Regions from separate parts of the Mus musculus genome. Here regions 1, 2 and 4 are each linked to region 3. Evidence: chromatin contacts called from public capture Hi-C and promoter capture Hi-C data. All regions are on one chromosome and are shown on one strand. Each heading gives the region's core, a stretch centred on a gene start, on an enhancer-like site or on the middle of the called end of the contact. The rest is flanking DNA. Distances are from core to core; before and after follow the strand shown. Region 1 overlaps Acsf2 (acyl-CoA synthetase family member 2). Region 2 holds the start of Nme1 (NME/NM23 nucleoside diphosphate kinase 1). Region 3 holds the start of Wfikkn2 (WAP, follistatin/kazal, immunoglobulin, kunitz and netrin domain containing 2). Region 4 holds the start of Mycbpap (MYCBP associated protein).

Evidence for each region. Promoter capture Hi-C pulls out the DNA fragments that hold promoters and counts their contacts. Capture Hi-C pulls out chosen DNA fragments and counts their contacts.
Region 1: a promoter capture Hi-C map of embryonic stem cells shows a contact between it and region 3, with 2.2 times the contacts expected there. The contact joins the enhancer-like site here to the promoter of Wfikkn2 in region 3. A contact is called at or near these places in 7 of 39 promoter capture datasets (3T3-L1-derived adipocytes, the HPC-7 cell line, cranial neural crest and 4 more) and 1 of 9 other capture datasets (adipose tissue).
Region 2: a contact with region 3 is called in a capture Hi-C map of embryonic stem cells, with 4 times the contacts expected there. The contact joins the promoter of Nme1 here to the promoter of Wfikkn2 in region 3. A contact is called at or near these places in 17 of 39 promoter capture datasets (the C10 cell line, the HPC-7 cell line, the SN4741 cell line and 12 more), 8 of 484 Hi-C or Micro-C datasets (the G1E-ER4 cell line, Th1 cells, embryonic stem cells and 1 more), 6 of 115 datasets of contacts at active chromatin or transcription factors (embryonic limb bud, embryonic midbrain, embryonic stem cells and 2 more) and 4 of 9 other capture datasets (adipose tissue, embryonic stem cells, liver and 1 more).
Region 4: a promoter capture Hi-C map of adipose tissue shows a contact between it and region 3. The contact joins the promoter of Mycbpap here to the promoter of Wfikkn2 in region 3. A contact is called at or near these places in 1 of 39 promoter capture datasets (embryonic stem cells), 1 of 15 datasets of contacts at CTCF or cohesin (the NIH/3T3 cell line), 5 of 484 Hi-C or Micro-C datasets (the AML12 cell line, brown adipocytes, cortical neurons and 2 more), 2 of 115 datasets of contacts at active chromatin or transcription factors (embryonic stem cells and pancreatic cancer cells) and 4 of 9 other capture datasets (adipose tissue, embryonic stem cells, liver and 1 more).

The regions. Positions count from the first base shown.
Region 1 is chr11:94,579,208-94,581,907 of GRCm38.p6, forward strand. The region is part of intron 1 of Acsf2 (acyl-CoA synthetase family member 2); the gene reads right to left. Among named protein-coding and RNA genes, the nearest start is that of Chad, 16 kb to the left of the region's middle. Within about 2 kb of position 1,279, at least 10 of the 459 cell types and tissues checked have an H3K27ac peak or open chromatin away from gene starts, as enhancers often do. A contact at or near this core is called in embryonic stem cells, where this site is marked.
Region 2 is chr11:93,966,932-93,969,631 of GRCm38.p6, forward strand. It overlaps Nme1 (NME/NM23 nucleoside diphosphate kinase 1), which reads right to left and starts at 1,341. Exons shown (of 5, transcript NM_008704.3): 1 at 1,290-1,341. It overlaps Gm35198 (a long non-coding RNA gene), which reads left to right and starts at 1,574. Exons shown (of 3, transcript XR_388959.3): 1 at 1,574-1,730.
Region 3 is chr11:94,241,110-94,243,868 of GRCm38.p6, forward strand. It overlaps Wfikkn2 (WAP, follistatin/kazal, immunoglobulin, kunitz and netrin domain containing 2), which reads right to left and starts at 1,470. Exons shown (of 2, transcript NM_181819.2): 1 at 1,246-1,470. The coding sequence starts at 1,440.
Region 4 is chr11:94,520,252-94,522,951 of GRCm38.p6, forward strand. Mycbpap (MYCBP associated protein) reads right to left here and starts at 1,251. Exons shown (of 19, transcript NM_170671.2): 1 at 1,149-1,251. The coding sequence starts at 1,194.

The DNA of each region.
Region 1 (2,700 bases), core at 29-2,528, 340 kb after region 3:
GAACCAGACGGAAGGATGAATGCTTACTAAGTAATTAATTTTCTGTTATTTGCTATGTGGATGACAGATTTTTGACTGCGGTGCCTTCCTTAGAGACTCATTGGACCTAACCACTGGCCTCAATATACACCTATATCTGAGCTGACGGACACCTTGACACTGGAAGTGATGGCCAAGCTACTGGGCTCTGTCAGTATTTCCCTACACTGAAGATTGAGAACTTAAGTTGAGACAGGACCACACATATCGGTGAGCTAATTTCTGAAGCCAGGTTGGACGATTTGTGCCACCTCCAGTATGCAACTGTCCAAATGCCTGTTCACCAATTTAAAAAAAAAAAGATTTATAGTGACTTATTGCTCGTAAGTTCACATAGGAAGGACAGCAAAAGTCTTAATGAGCCGGGCAGTGGTGGCACACGCCTTTAATCCTAGCACTTGGGAGGCAGAGGCAGGCAGACTTCTGAGTTCGAGGCCAGCCTGGTCTACAGAGTGAGTTCCAGGACAGCCAGGGCTACACAGAGAAACCCTGCCTCGAAAAACAAAACAAACAAACAAAAACAAAAAGAAAGAAAAAATATTTTAATGACTGAACCAGATAATTTGAATGAATCTTATAAAAATAATGATAAATAAAAGACATTAGGATCAGGTATGGTGGTGTGCCTTAGTCCCAGAACTCAGGAGGTAGAAGAAAATGAGACAGGCTAGGAAGACTAGGAAAAGAAAGGACCATGGGAAAGGAAAGGGATGTGACATCCCGGAGTGTGGCTTGCTAGAATCTGAAATCTCTCCCTTGCTAGTAGTTGAAATTTTCATCACAATTAACAATACACTTAACAATTAACACTACAATCTGGTCTACAGAGCGAATTCCAGGACAGCCAGGGATACAAGGAGAAACTCGGTCTTGGCTTGGTGGGGTGGTGGTGGTGGTATAGGGTAGATTGCTCATGTGAAGAAAATACTCTTTTTTTTTTTTTTTTTTTTTGCAGAGATATCTGAAGTAAAAGTGGTAGAGCAGCAAAGTGCATGCATGAAATGAAGGAACATATGACCTTTGAATTTAACCTTATCTCTTTCCTGGCTGCTGTAGATGGCTCTCAGGGGCTCTCACAAACAAGGTTATTACCTTGTTAACAGTAAAAACAACTCTACTCTCTTGTGATCTTGTATAGCAAGGATTCCATAGACTTTGTGACCTATGGAGCCACCCTCTTACCTCACTTATTGAAAAGGTTTAAGGAAAAAAAATTCCTTAGAAACCCTTTGAACAATGGAATGCAGAAGTCACCAAAATCTAGCTGGGTGTGGTGGTGCCTGGCGGTCCTCATCCCAGCACCGAGGAAGTAGAAGCCAGGAGTTCAAGGTCATCGTCAGCCACACACCAAAGTTTAATAGAAGAGGCTCTGTCACAAACTCTCTTTAATAAACATCACTCACTGCCTAGTGAGAGCTTTCTGCTAGCCTGGGTTACATAGAGAATTCAGAGATAGCCTGGGGTTCGTAGTCCAACCTGTACTCAAGAAACAAAAACAGTGCTTTAGCTAAGTGATAAAACACTGGCTTGGTGTGCAAAGGCGTAAGTTTGATCCCCAGTACCTCATAGATAGATTGATAGATTGATTGATAGATAGATAGATAGATAGATAGATAGATAGATAGATAGATAGATATTCACCCAGGCATGTGAGGCTGTAATTTCAGTACACCGAAGGCATCAAGAGTTTGAGGCCAACCTGGGCTACACAGCAAGATCCCATCTCAACACAAACAAAACTTAAAGGCAAGTAAAATTAAAAACAAAGAAATGCTGAAGAGATGTCTCGGGTTAAGAGTGTCTCATGCTCCTGCAGGGGATTGGGACTTAAAAGGAAGAGGTTAGGAGAGAAGGGAGGGAGGGGAAGGGAGGGAGACAGGGGGTGGGCACAGCGTAGGGAGTGGTGGCGCACATCTATGATCTAGTAAGAGGTGTTTGTTTAGAAGTTACTTTTGCTAATAACCTTTGACTCCGGACCACAGGAAAGCCTGGCACCTCTGCCTTCCCTTTTCACCTGTCCCCTTCACTTTGTGACAACCTGCTTACCTCTGCTCCTGCCAAAGTGTCTACCTAGAAAGCAGAGATAAAAGTATCTCATTTCCCTTCAAGGTTGAAGTCACAAAGGTTCTCATCTACTAAACCTAGTAGGGCCTGAGGCAGGACAAATCCCAGACAAGATACCATTTCAAAGGTAGAGAAGCTATAAAATGGAGCAGGTGTGTGTGTGTGTGTGTGTGTGTGTGTGTGTGTGTGTGTGCACGAGAGCGCGCACACGCTCACACTTGCTCACACATCTCTGCGGATGCTTGTGCCACAGTGCACATGTGACCTATGGAGATCCGAGGACGGTGGCCCCTTCCTTCCCATCTTATCTTAAGGTAAGGCATGCAGCCCAGCTTTTCCATGAGCTATCAACCTACTATTTTGTAGGACTCAGATTCATTCTCTCTTGCTATCAACAATAGATCTTGCTTCCTCCCAGGGCTATAGGTGAAGAGCAGAGCTACACCACAGCCAGGAATTCTTAATCACCAACACCACCTGCTCACAGTCCTGACTTTTCAAGTCTGACACTCATGTCACTACCCCAAAGATGGCCACATTGACTATATTTCCTATGTAGAAATTTGGGTTGGGTGGGTGAACGTGGCTTGTTGGAGT
Region 2 (2,700 bases), core at 91-2,590, 270 kb before region 3:
CTGATGTAGCCATGGGTAAACTGTCCATGCCACAGCAAATAACTCCTCTATCCATCAAGCAAGCAACTCCAATTAAACTCATTCAAACACACACAAACACACACACAGAGAGAAAAAATATAAGACATGAAAGTAGGAGAGAACTTGTTGGAAGAATTCAGGCTAGATGAGAGAGTGTAAGGGGAGAGGGTGAAATGACTAAATATATCACATACATGTAGAAAATTGTCAGAGAATAAAAAGATAAAAACTTGAAAGTCCATTATGTAAGACTAGCAATTAACATTTATTAAATTACATATTATGGGGAAAGGGCAATGAGTATTGTAACTAACCAATGAACTGTGGATTATGAGAAAAACCACAGCCCAATACCTAACATGGGGCATCATCCAGGAAGAAGACACCTGGAGAACATCCATTCCAGAATGTTCCATTTCCAGGGTACACTGCCTCACAAGATGAAAGGAGACTCCACCTTGAAAGACGATACCTAAGAGGACAGCAACACCGGCTCCTGGCTCTGTCTTTCTAAACTTGGGTTCACCTCTAATTTTATACCCTAAGAATGAGGCCTGAGCCAGCTAGACGGCCTAGCAGACCTTGAGTTGTACTACAAGCATGTGTTGGGTCCCACGAACCCGCTCCACAAAATTACCTTCTGGGGTTCACATGTGAGCTAGGGCATGCATGAACCTTTGCATGATCATTTTTGTTCCTGACTTCCTGTCCCTCTCGCCTGCCCGGTCTGTAAGCCAGTCCACCTATCTTTGATACCAAACCACGGGGTCTCGCAGTCAATAGGAGCAAAGAGCAGGCCTTAAGTGGCAATCGCGCCCCCCATAAAGAGAAAGACAGAAGCCACAGACTAGCTGGAGAATGTCTGAAGGAAAGATTATTCAGAAATGGCTGAAACATCCTCTATGAAAGCCTCTGCATACCGATCTCTCTTTCTTTCTCTCTTCACTCACATTCACACACACAGAGAGTGTCATTCATTCATTCAGCAAGCACCACCCGAGTACCAACTCTGTGCCCAACAGCGGACTGGAAAGAGAATAAGGCATAGCCCTGCCGCGAGCCGGACAGGAACTGCGGCCACGGACAAAGGCGAGCCCACGTGGCGTATCAAGCTGACAGGTCTGTACCTGGCCACAGCCTGCCATCTCCCTGCCTGCCATCTCCCTAACACCCCGCGGAGAGTGCACCCTTTAGTGAACGCCCACCTCCCTCCCCATTCACCTAAACCCTCAACTTGTCTCCTTGACTCTCAACTTGACCCCTCTTACCCCTTCAGATGACAAGGCTTTACCGCCGGCTGCGACTGCCCGCACCGGAAACGCTCCCCGGCCTCACGTGGTTCCCCGCAGCTGCTCGCACGGAACCTTTTCGGACAGTTCCGATTCAGGGGAGCCCTTTTAGCGGTACACCGCCGGTCCCCGCTTCTTCTGGGGAGTCGGATGTCATTCTAGGGAGCACTCGCCCAGTGTTTAACTTCCGACACTGGGTGTGGTGTTTTGGATTTTTTTACCCCCCCTGTCTGGCGGCCATCTTCTGTTTCTCCCCTACGGCTGCCTGTGACTCACTTCCTCCGTTCCCGAGAAAATCTAGTTTTTCCCGACAGGTGGCGCTCACACTGCATGAAGTCACAACTAGAGCTTCAGTGGCCGTGTCATTCCACCTTCCCTTCATTCTGTCAAGCAACAAATGTACTGAATCCTATGTGCCGGGTAGGAACATTCTAGAGCCTAGGGTTGAAGTTTACTTGGGAGCTTACTAGTAGGGTTGAGAATTGCGACAATAAAGAGAAAATTGATAGTGAACACACAGTGCAAGTGCTGATAAGAAAGAACAGAGCAGGGGGAAAAAATTAAGGCTGAGAAATCTCTGCAGAAGTGATAATCAAAAGGACCTACATGAAGGGAGAAAGCCCGTTATTACCTGAGAGCCAAGAATTATAGTGAATACCTGATGGTAGGAAACGCGGGAGGAGGGTTTTATTATTGTTGTTATTATTGTATGTAGGGTCTCATTATGTAACTCTGACTTTTCTGGAACTCACTGTGTAGATCAGGCTGGCCATGACCTCGCAGAGACTCCCTCTTAGTCTGCCTCCCGAGTTCTGGGATTAAAGGCATAACCACATCCGGCATTATTTATTTGTTTGCTTATTAAGATGTATTTATTTTATGTATGAGTGCTCTATCTGCATGTATACCTGCAGGCCAGAAAAAGGCATCAGATCCCATTATAGATGATTGTGAGCCACTACGTGACTGCTGGGGATTAAACTCAGGACCTCTGGAAGAGTAGACAGTGCTCTTCATCATTGAGCCATCTCTCCAGCCTCTTATTATTTATTTACATGTACACGCGTATGTCAGTGTATGAAGTGGTCAGTTCCAATGGCGGTGGAGTTACAAACAGTTGCGAGTGATCTGATGTGAGTGCTAGGAACGGAACTTGGGTCCTCTGCAAGGACAGTGTGTGCTTCATAGCCACTGGACCAGCTTGCCAGCCCAGATGATGTGTTTGTTTGCTTGCTTGCTTTTTTTGTTTTGTTTTTTGTCTTTTGTTTTTAATGAAATGGAGGGACTGGGGTGTTGGTCAAATGAGAAGGGCCTTGCCTGATGAATTCACAGCACTGGGAAGGCTGAAGCAGGATCATCAAGACTTAGAGGCCACCAGGATGACATAGAG
Region 3 (2,759 bases), core at 220-2,719:
TCCTACCACTGTGTACCACTGGAGCATCCTACCACTGTGTACCACTGGAGCATCCTACCACTGTGTACCACTGCAGCATCCTAGCACTGTGTACCACTGCAGCATCCTAGCACTGTGTACCACTGCAGCATCCTAGCACTGTGTACCACTAGAGCATCCTACCACTGTGTACCACTGCAGCATCCTACCACTGTGTACCACTGGGGCATCCTACCACTGTGTACCACTGCAGCATCCTACCACTGTGTACCACTGGGGCATCCTACCACTGTGTACCACTGCAGCATCCTACCACTGTGTACCACTGAAGCACCTGTCTTAAGAGGCTTGAGAATGGTCCTCAGAGAATGTGAGGCAGCAGCCATTCTCTCCATGGGAAGCCTCATGCTTTCTCAAGGTGACCAGCTACTTCTAGAAGCACCAGGCTCTCCCATGTTTGTTAGTGATGCCTAATCCATACCCAAAGCCCTGGGAGACTCTGAGCTACCCTCAGAGACGGCCAGCCTGGTAGTGGCCACACCTAAATCAGGCACGAGTACTATGATAAACCAATGGGCAGGAGTGAACAAGGATGGCTCTTAGAAGAACCCATCTGGTAGCCAGGGAAGAAGGTCTGGAGGTGGCTCTTGACTACAGCAGCATCCACGAGGGAGGAGCATGTGGGGATACTGAAGAGTCAGAGAGGTGATAACTCAGTTCATTTCCCTCCCAGGAGACTTAGACTGCGTGTACAGATTGGCTCCTGCTCACTCTGCCCAGGAGTCTCATTACTGTACGGCTGAGTTCAAACCTGAGGAAGAGCCTAAAAGCCTGGTGAAACTAATTGCAACAATGTGTCAAACAGACATATTTCCAAGCCAACCTGTCCTTCCCTGGCTCTGGCATCACTCTGTGTGAGCATCCATCCTCTACCTGTGAGTGGGCAGCTGAACATCCACTATGCTGTCATGTTATCCCATGCTGCGTGCCTTGTATGGTGCTAGCCCACAGCAGCCCTCAACAAACACAAAGAGGAGAGTCCTCAGAGATGGATTTGGACACTACACCCTCTTCTTCTAGGCCTCAGCTGTGATAGGCAGACTCAAGCCCTGTTTGTCTCTAGGTTGGCAGCGTCTGTGTCCCTTTATGTGCCTGGAGTCACTCCTGAGTCGTCGTTCATCCCCACCCACCCCCCTCCACCATAGCTCCCATACCATCACCAACCCACTCAAGTGGTCCATCTTAGGCTTCAGGAATCTCACTCACCTGGTCTGTTTCACACTCTCGCTTGCAGGTGCTCTGGGCATCCACCCAGAGGTTGGGGTTCATGTCGTTGGGGCAGATGCCCGCATGGGAGTATCGGATGGGTGGCAGTGCTAGGCCTCGAAGGGGAGCCTCGAGGAGCAGCAGCAACAGCAGCCCCCAGTGAAACCAGAACCGATGATACCCTGGGGCACACATGGTGCCGTCTGCAGTGGTCAGAGGGTACCCCTGTAATGACACCAAGAGCTGATGCCCACGGGGGCCTTCTTCTCCAGGGCTGGCAACACCTGCCCTTCTCACCCTAGCAAGTGAGCCTCTCCTTGCTGAGCCTGCTTGCTGGCTTCAGCTGCTGTGACTGGCTCCACCAAGTGCAGCCTGCTGGGCTGTGAGGCTTCAGATAAAAGAAAGGTCTTTGGAAGGAAACTCTGTTCCCCCCCACCCCACCCCCCACCCCGGGTGCGTAGGGAGAGGAACACAGCAGGGGCTCGAGCCTGGATTTATATCCTGGGCGCACCACCCGAGTGGGAGCGAGCTAACCCGAAGCCTGTCAGAGGCAGGCTGCTGGCGCCTCTGTCCCGTGGCTGATCACAGACGTATTGCAGAAGGGGGGAAAGCTGGAAGCAGTTTAGGCAGCGGTCTCTGGCACGGTGGGACACCTGCTTGTTTTTGACTCCAGGAGGCCTTTAACCCCTTCCAGGGACAGAAATGGCATGTGCTTTGGGGGGAGCTGGCCCCAGGACACGCACGCTCGCTGTGAGGCAGGTTTGTTTCCCTTTCCCCACCTCCTTGAGGCCAGGCCCCCCTCCTCCCCTTCAGCCACCTCTAAAGAACACACAATCGCTTGTTATGAGGAAGGACCTGAGCCGCTGTGTTAGCGTCGCCCAGCTCGATAGTACATTTGAGAGCAAATGACGTGGAAAAACAAGTTCACGGCCATTCAAGGGCGGGCCCAGGCAGCCGGCGCTGTGCTGTGTAAGCTGACTCCCACCCCGGGCACCAAGTCCCCTTGTGGGGGGTATGCACACGGGCAGCGCCACATCCCTGAGTTACAGGGGTTACCGGCAGTCCATGTCTTAAGTTCCAACTTTGGTGAATTCCCCCAAAATCATTCCAGAGAGACATACCAGATACCAGATATGGTCTGGCTCCCCCGGGGGCTGCTGGGACGGATCACGTTCCTCATTCCTGTCTCTACACACTTGTGGAGGAGTCCAAGAAACTGGTGCAGCTACAGTATCCCAGGACTCCACTACACCAGCACCGAGCTGTCCTCGCCAGTGGCCACGGTGGCCCCTGCTTGGTGAGCCCTTGGGTGTTAGGCACGCTATGGACACGTGGTTCTACCTCCTCCTGCCACACGGAGTGAAAGGCTTCCGGTGGAAGAACACAAGCAATTTGCCTAGGGTCCTCAGAACCACCAATCATATCATAATCCTTACACGCTCCCAACCCCCTAATGCATCATTCTGTTTAATCCTCACAGCAAGCTGCACCTCCAGTTTGGACTTAAGCAAAGG
Region 4 (2,700 bases), core at 1-2,500, 280 kb after region 3:
TTCGCACTGCTCTCTGAGCCCAGGAAAGCAAGCCCTTCCTTTTTTTTTTTTTTTTTTCTTTTTTAAGTTATCTTTTTCTTTAATGCCATCTACTGCAGAAAACCCTTCCCTCTAAGTCTACCAACTGAGGCCTAGTTCAGAAGCTCTCTCTGAGCACCCATAACTTCCATAGGTGTCCATATTTGGTTTGCTAAGTTTGTTGCTATTCCTCCTGGTCTTGATTGTGTTTCTTGAGGGTTGGAATCACAATCCCAGTGTCAACCAGTGTCTGCACAGGACAGACCTCCATAAATAAAAAACAGAGCAAGGGATACCTCAGTAGCAGAATGCTTGCTTAGCATACACAGGGACCCTGGGTTCCATCCCCAGCTGGAAATTTTCAAAAAGGGGAGTGGTTGCCAATGGAAACAATCACGGTAGTTCACGTTAAACTAGATATCTGTCACAAGGCTAGAAAGGCCAAGTGGTAAGACATAAATAGCACTCTGAAACCAATGGAGTTAAGAGTTTTGGGTGTTATTTTTACTTGTGGATTCCCCCCCCCCCCAAGACTCTTAGGTGGCCCCTGCTTCAATTCCCAAGAACCTCATCAGGTGCTCCCTGGTTCTTGGGCATCTCATCCCAGGAGTCTGCCACCTGTACCACCCTAATATATGATTTGAGTTGGAGCTCTCTTACTCCTCCTGTCCCAAGGCTTGTCCCCTGCCACTGACCCCGGAAGCTCTCTCTTAGTACCTCACTTGCCATGTTACCTCCACCAAACATCAGGACCCTGTGCCTCCCTTCTGAGATTTCTGCCCATGTTTTGTACTCCAAGGCTACAGTGACCCTCCCTGGTATCTGTTGCGTCCTAATCCCTTCCCAAGCATCCCTGTATGTTTTGTTTTGTTTTTTCCTGAGCACCCAAGGCCTCCAGGGCCAACCTTTGACGCTCTCTGCGTTCTCCAGGATCTTGCTGGTTGGCATTTTGAGACGGGATTCCTTCTTGATGGCCTTCATGGTGCCGTCCGGGGTTACCTGCCTTGGCCCTGTGCTCCCCGCCCCTAAGATGACTGCGCAGCGCGGCAGCCCCCGCCGCGATCCCGCCCTCAAGCGGCCGCCGTAGCGTCCATAGCAACCAGCGCCACGCGCAGGGGGCGCGCACCCACCGAGCAACTTGAGCGGGGACTGCCTTTCAGTAATCTTCTTCATCATGACGCGCTCCTGCACCGCAAGCGGCTCCTTAGGCTTGTTCGCAGACCCCGAGAATGCCCCGGTCAGACTCTTGACGTCACAGGAGGCGCTAAAGAGCGCCAAGGCGTCATCGACTGGGCCTGACAAAGGGTTGCTGTAGGAACTGGCCGAAGCTGAGTGACTGGAATGGGGACAGTAGCAACCTCGGCCGCCATAGGATCTCCCACCTAGACTCCCCAGATGTTTCTGCTCTGGGTCACCGCTTGCTGACCAGTCTTCAGGCTTCCGGCACGCTCATCTCACACCAGGCTGACCATGCATTGACTACTTTTCCTAGTTTAAGTGCCCCAGACTCCGCCTCCACCGGCCTGTCATCTGCCCTGCCCACTAATCAGCCATCACTTCCTAGGCCAGTCAGACTTTTACCAGATTTGGGGTCTTTGCATAGACATGCTGCCTTTGGTTCTCGTGAAGATGTACTTTCCCGTTACCTCACATTTCTAAGTGTATCCACGTCATTCCTTCCTTCCTTTATTCATTTTTACCCAGAGCTCTAAAGCATTCAGAAATTATCAGGTTTGTTTCTGAGGTTGGATCCCTCTCCAGGACTACTACAAACTCCTCTCGACCTCGCTCCCTGTGACTGGACACATGCTCCAAGGGCAGCCTCCCTTCTCAGTCACACTCACAGCATCTCTGGTTCAGTTCACTTCAGGGACACTTGGGGCGGCATTTAGGACACTCCAGGGAGATGCTCTGTCACCTGTGTCCTCCAAGGGACAGGTTATGAAAATGAGGTATGGGGGGTTAGGGAGTGCGCGTTGGAGCTACTGTTTCTTTGAGAAATGTGGTGTGCATGAATGACAGACTGAGTTGTGGAGAAGGAAAGAGCTTCTAGCAGCAAAACGGCAGGCTACGTGACAACCTCCCCGAGGAGGGCTCATGGTTTTTGTTTTTCTCCTTTTCTTTTTAAAGATATTTCTTTTAACCCATGTTATCCTCAGACTTTACTACTACAGCTAAGGCAGGGGTTAATCCAGATCCTTCTATCTAACTCCCAACAGTGAGCCTACAGATGTGCTGCATCTCCAAGCATGGGTAAATGAAACTTTGTTTGGTTCTGTTTTCCAACACTGGAAATTGAACTCAGGGCCTTGTACACACTAGGCAAGTGTTCTGTCATTGAGCTAGTCCCTAGCTGGTATGGTTTGTCAAGGGAAGGTATGTAGGTACCAGGCAGGTAGTCACTTCAATTGTGCAATGCTTAAAAACAAAAATAGCCCTTCCGGAATGTGGTGGGTTCTACATCTTATCTCTTGCTCAGGGTGGTGAGAGCAGTAGACTAGTGTGGATCTAAAGAAGACCTCCCACTTGGGAGATAAAGGCAAGAGGATTAGAAGTTCAAGGTCATCCGGTGCTACACAGAGGATTTTAGACCAGTGTGGGCTATATAAAACCATGTCAAGAAAAAAGAAAAAAAAAGAGCAAAAGAGGAAAAGGAAAGGAGGCAAAAACAACCCGTGTCTG